Linked DNA regions of Sus scrofa: region 2 is linked to region 1. A link is a contact called in public HiChIP or PLAC-seq data. All regions are on one chromosome and are shown on one strand. Each heading gives the region's core, a stretch centred on a gene start, on an enhancer-like site or on the middle of the called end of the contact. The rest is flanking DNA. Distances are from core to core; before and after follow the strand shown. Region 1 overlaps LOC110256604 (a long non-coding RNA gene). Region 2 overlaps AIG1 (androgen-induced gene 1 protein).

Region 1 (2,700 bases), core at 31-2,530:
ACTCAATGACTGGCTGTGAATGGGGGACAGAAAGCAATATAAGCATGAGCTGTAACAATTTCAGAAACAAGCAGGACACGGTGACATCAGCAGAACGAGGCATGTCAAAGCCAGTGACAGACAACACAGAGAAGATTCCTTGTAGAGCTCTAGGCAATTCTGTTCTGGCTGGAATCTTTAGTTAACAGTCTAGAAGGGCCCATTATCTGTGATTTAACTGGAAGTCTGAATGAACAGTACAAGTATTTGACATATTTCTTGGTAACACCTTTTAATAAAGGTCGTGTTTGTCTCTAGTTTTGTACTAGAATTCTTTTTTTTTTTTCTTTTCCCCTTGCTTTTTAGGGCTGTACCTATGGCAAATGGAAGTTTCCAGGGTAGGGGTCAAATTGGAGCTGCAGCTGAGGCCTACACCACAGCCACAGCAACGCCAGATCCAAGCCGAGTCTGTGACCTGCATCGCAGCTCATGGCAACACCAGATCCCTGACCCACTGAGTGAGGCCAGGGATCGAACCCCCACATCCTCATGGATACTAGACAGGTTCATAAGCCACTGAACCACAACTCGAAATCTTGTAGTAGAATTCTTTAGCGGGGACTCTCTTAAAATTCCTCTTTGGAGATTGAATTTTTGAGTCTTTTTCATACCCTCCCCATGCCACAGGCCTGCTTCTTGCACACACACACGCACACGCACATGCACAGACCCCCCCCCCAATCCCTGGTGAGGGCCTAGATGGGAGCTACTGGTTGGCACTGGGTTAATTCCCACCACCCTGAAGCTGTGAGGCCCAGGGGGACCCACACAGGAGGTCTGAACCTGTCTTGTTCCCTAACCCCCCAGGAAGGGAACCTTAATCATTGGTTCTTTTCCTTGTCTGTTTTCTGTTTGAGCAGTGAGGACTCAGTGAGAAGAAAGCAGCAGAAGAAAGAAATGCTTGGGAATCAGAAACAGGGGCGGTGAGAAATGAAAATGATGTGCAGAGTTTCACCAGTCCCTGCTCTTTCTCCTTTTCCTGCTTTTTTGGAGTTCAAAATCCCTGCTCTTTCTCCTTTCCTGCTTTTTTGGCGTTCAAAATCCCACAGGTGTACACATGGTAAAATATGCTTTTATCACACCATTAAGTAACACCTCACTCTGAGTCAGACCGAGTTATGAAACCTGAAGGTTCAGAAAAGCAGATTGAGGATTGGGAGAGCGATGCCCACAGTAGGAAGTCACTGGGTTCAGCCCCTGGCACCAGTGAAGGATGAGGCCGTCCCCCCCAGGACCTGCTTCTCCTGGAGATGACTAAGCCCACACAAACGTTTGGGTTCCATGGAAACCACAGGGAGGAGGGCTGGCCTCTGAGGCTGGGAGAGAGAACTGAGCTGCCCCGTTGGGTGGGCCCCACAACTGACTTCCCATGTTGTCACTTCACACGGCACACGGTGGTTTGCTCTTTGGCAACACCGAAGAGAAAGTGTGTGTGCGGCGCTTGTAAAAGCTCTCAATTTGACGCGGGTGGGTGAGCTCTGTTGCCTCCCAGAGGCAGGAGAAAGCCTGAGATGAGTAACCTCGTTACCCGTTGGCTCTGCCGCAGAGCTGGATGGGTTCCCAGGGTCTGTCCCGGCCAGGAGGTCAGCAGGGACCAACAAAGTCCCACCACGTGATTCACGGGAGCAAGTGCCCTTCACTGTGTCCCCCTGCCAAGGACCGTGGACACGGTGTCCTTATTGGAAAGGGTGAGACCATTCTGATTGGAGACACTCATATTGGGTGTTTTAAATTTCAGGCAGTAGACAAACACATCTGTTGTTTCTCTCAGGCAACGAACTACCTTTCTGAAGATGACAGCAGGCCCCTTGAATAGAAGACCCAGGTGGCGTCTAATACCAGTTAATAGTGTAAGAAAACTGTTGAAAAAGGGGAAATCACAAATGTTGACTTTCAAGTAACTGAAAATATGATTGCAAAGTAGCTTTGCCTGTCCCGCCCTGACACCTCACACATCAAAGGAGAAAGTAACTTTTCTAGAAAAGGATATCAGCAAGTGCAAATTCACACACAGAGGCCTGTGAATGTGCCAGCACCCAAGGCGTGCAGAGGAGGGAGCGTGGAGGCGGGAGGGAGAGGCTGATGAGAAGAGCTTCCTTAGGCAGGAGCTGCACATCCACTTTAGAGGAGACAGGAGCATGGCCAGCAGAGAGAGCAAGTTCCAAAGGGACAAAGGTGGAAGCAAGCAGGCAGCTGCACAAAAGTCTCTGCAGTAATAGGATTGTACTTTTTGATTTGTCCAAAAGCAGGTGATGTACATCCAGCAGGATGACCCCTCGTCTGGGAACTTGCATATGCTGCAGGTGCAGCCCTAAAACAAAACAAAACATAAACCCACAAAGCTCACTTTGCAGTCAGGGCGTGAGGGGTCACTGAGTCCACTCATTCAGAGCCAGCCATCCCTCCCTTCGAGGCTTCTCGAGGCTGACTTAGGGCCTGGAACAACACCCAGCAATGTCCCTGCTACCATGAGCTCTCCCTGTGCCTTGGAGAGAGGCAGATAGCGAGTCAATAAACAGAGGTTAGCTCTCACAGTGTTAAGTGTTTCAAGAAAAATAAAGCAGTCATGTGATGAAGTGATGGAGAGGGAGTGGCATTTGATGAGGGAGTTAGGAAAGGTTTCTTGGAGGTTGGGACACTTGGGCAGAGAACTCAGTAAAT
Region 2 (2,700 bases), core at 58-2,557, 220 kb before region 1:
AATCTGAAAAGATAGTTAAGGACCTCAGTGTGTGTACAGAGAGAGAAATTATGAATTCCACCAAAAAGATGACAGTTGAAAGCCATGAAAAAGACCTAACATCTACATGTGCTTTAGAAAGTCTCTAAATGGAGATTCAGATTTTAAGGTAATTTGAGCAGAATGCATTACTCACATTATATAATTATATTCCTCATAATTACAGTTGAGGAATTCTGTGTCACACTTCTAGGAATCAGTACTAGAACCCGCCTGTACTCTGGACGAAAAGATGCTCTGGCGTTTCAGAGCGCCCTGTGCTTCACTCTGCGTTCCTCAAGTTAGGGTATGGCTGTGGGAGGTCAGCCAAGAGGAAAGAACCTAGGACTCAGGATGTGCCAAGTGGGAAGACAAGGGCCATGTGGGAAGACAAGGGGGAAGACCAGGGCCATGTCAAAATGAGGGGCCATTGGAGACGAAGCCAGCTGGCATCCCAACACACAACTTATCCTCGTGCTTCATGTGTTTGGAAAGAGAAATCACAACTGGAAACATGTCTAAACATTACCTCTCAGAAATGGAAAGAATTGACAAGAAGGCAGATCAGGAAAAGGAAACATAAAAGCAAAATAGTAGAGCCCAAAGAGAAGTTAAATGTTTTCCAGTCTGTATTTGGTAAGGTCTGAGTAGTAATAGATTAGTTTTAAAAGGGAAAGCAATTTCCTAGGCTCATGTCAGGTTGAGGCTGAAGACTTTAAAGATGCATTTATTTATTTCCTCCTCCTCTTCTTTAACAGTGGATGTTTGAAGTCATGCTAAATGGCCTTTATAGACCAATCCATAGATAAGTGACTTTTCTCTTTAGCCTCCTTCAGGGCAAATTTCTCTGCAACATCCTTTGCATTCTAATTGGTTTAACTAAACTCTGAAGAATTTCCCACTGATGGGTAAAGCTTCTCCTTAGAAGTGAACTACAGCTAATTAGCTTCAGCTTCTCCTGGACTCCACGAGAGGCTCCTGACAAAAAGAGACAAAGTGTGAATGCAGTTTTCTTTTGCATTTCTTTCCAATCCTGCTGGGGGTTCAATTGAGGCCTCTATGACCAGCTGTAATACAAGTATTTTGTTGGGAAGCTTGAAGGCCTGGAAAGTGAATGTGCTTCTCCCACTTTCAGTTCAAGTACAGTATTCTGGTCCTGGCAGCACAGGAGCAGCAGGTGTGTGCTGCAGAATAGCTGGCCACTGGTCCTGGCCAGAGAAGGAGCCTCTTCACAGCAGTAGGACGTTGCAGTATCACTTAGCCTGTCTGAAAGAACCTATTTTTGTTCCTATCCATGCCCTGATAGTAGAGTTCAAACTAATTTTGGGTCTGCTGATGACCATATCATCAAGAGGATATCAGCACAGGAAGCCAAGAAGCTACCATCTGTGCTGTGTTTATATCTCAGGAATTATTTACAGGGCTGATTACTCGGTTCGCTGTACCTCTTGACCTTCTAGTGTTGCACTAAGAAAGGTGACTAACACTTTCTTCAAAGTCACCTCACTTTTAATAACCCGTATAATTCCTGCAATCCATGGTATGGGGTCAAAGGAGTGAACAAATTGCTTCACCAAGTATTGACCTCCCACGATGCTTTATGTGGTCGGGGCATCATGAATGATCATTCCCGATGAACAGAAGGTAGCTGTCCCCAGCGCTGTGCTGGTAAACGTCAATGACTGGCTCTCTAGAGACAAAATACCTGATTCGCCACATTTGCTGATTTCCATAGTGGTATATTAAGAACAACTTTATAGATTCAAAAATTTAGATGAAGTGGAGAAATTCTACAAAGGCCAAAGTGGCAAAAAGTAACTCAAAAAAAAAAAAAAATAGAAAACCTGAAAACTCTATGTCTATTAAAGAAACTGAATTCCCAATTAAGTCCTCTCATAAGAAAACTTATAGGTCCAAATGACATCATTGGAAAAGTATATCAAATAGATAAGGCAGAAATTAACCCATCTTACACAAAGCCCTTCACAAAATAGAGGTGGGAACACGTCCCAATTTTATTTTTGGAGGCCTGCATTATCCTATAACCCAAATTAGAAAATGACATTATGAGAAAAAAATAAAAAAACGAACTAGAGGTCCCCGTACTTGATGAATAAAGATGGAAAAAATTCCCTAACAAAATATCAGCAAGTTGAATCCAGCAATACATAAAAATGATAATATATAATGACCAGGAATTAAAGGTTAGTTTAACATTAAAGATCACGCAATATGATTCCTCCTATTAACAGAATAAAGGAGAAAAAATATATGTTCACCTGAAGATATGCAGAAAACGATCTGAAAAAATTCAGCACTCATTCATTATATACATAACTTAAGAATAGGAGAGATTTTTCTCAACTTGAAAAAGGAAAAATCTCCAGGTAAAATCACACTGAAATATTGAAACAATGAGCACTTTCTCTAAGTGAGGAAGAAGGCTCTCTCTTCCTCACTTCTAGTCAACATTGTGCAATAAGAGAATAGAAATTGTAAAGAAAGAAGAAAACTGTCCTCCTTTGTGGATTGTGTACATGTAAAAATCAAAAATAGTTTATAACTACACAAACTACTAAGTGAATTTAACATGGTACAGTTTGCCATGTTAATATACAAAAATCATTTGTGTTTTTAGCAACAAAGAATGTAAAGAAGACATTTAATGCTATGGACAATAGC

The links. HiChIP or PLAC-seq counts read pairs in DNA pulled down with a chosen protein or histone mark.
Region 2: an H3K27ac HiChIP or PLAC-seq map of skeletal muscle shows a contact between it and region 1. The contact joins two enhancer-like sites. A contact is called at or near these places in 1 of 47 Hi-C or Micro-C datasets (epiblast stem cells) and 1 of 2 datasets of contacts at active chromatin or transcription factors (skeletal muscle).

The regions. Positions count from the first base shown.
Region 1 is chr1:21,854,116-21,856,815 of Sscrofa11.1, reverse strand. The region is part of intron 1 of LOC110256604 (a long non-coding RNA gene); the gene reads right to left. Among named protein-coding and RNA genes, the nearest start is that of PEX3, 54 kb to the right of the region's middle. Within about 2 kb of position 1,280, at least 24 of the 83 cell types and tissues checked have an H3K27ac peak or open chromatin away from gene starts, as enhancers often do. A contact at or near this core is called in skeletal muscle, where this site is marked.
Region 2 is chr1:22,069,663-22,072,362 of Sscrofa11.1, reverse strand. All of the region lies in intron 2 of AIG1 (androgen-induced gene 1 protein), which reads left to right. Among named protein-coding and RNA genes, the nearest start is that of AIG1, 94 kb to the left of the region's middle. Within about 2 kb of position 1,307, at least 3 of the 83 cell types and tissues checked have an H3K27ac peak or open chromatin away from gene starts, as enhancers often do. A contact at or near this core is called in skeletal muscle, where this site is marked.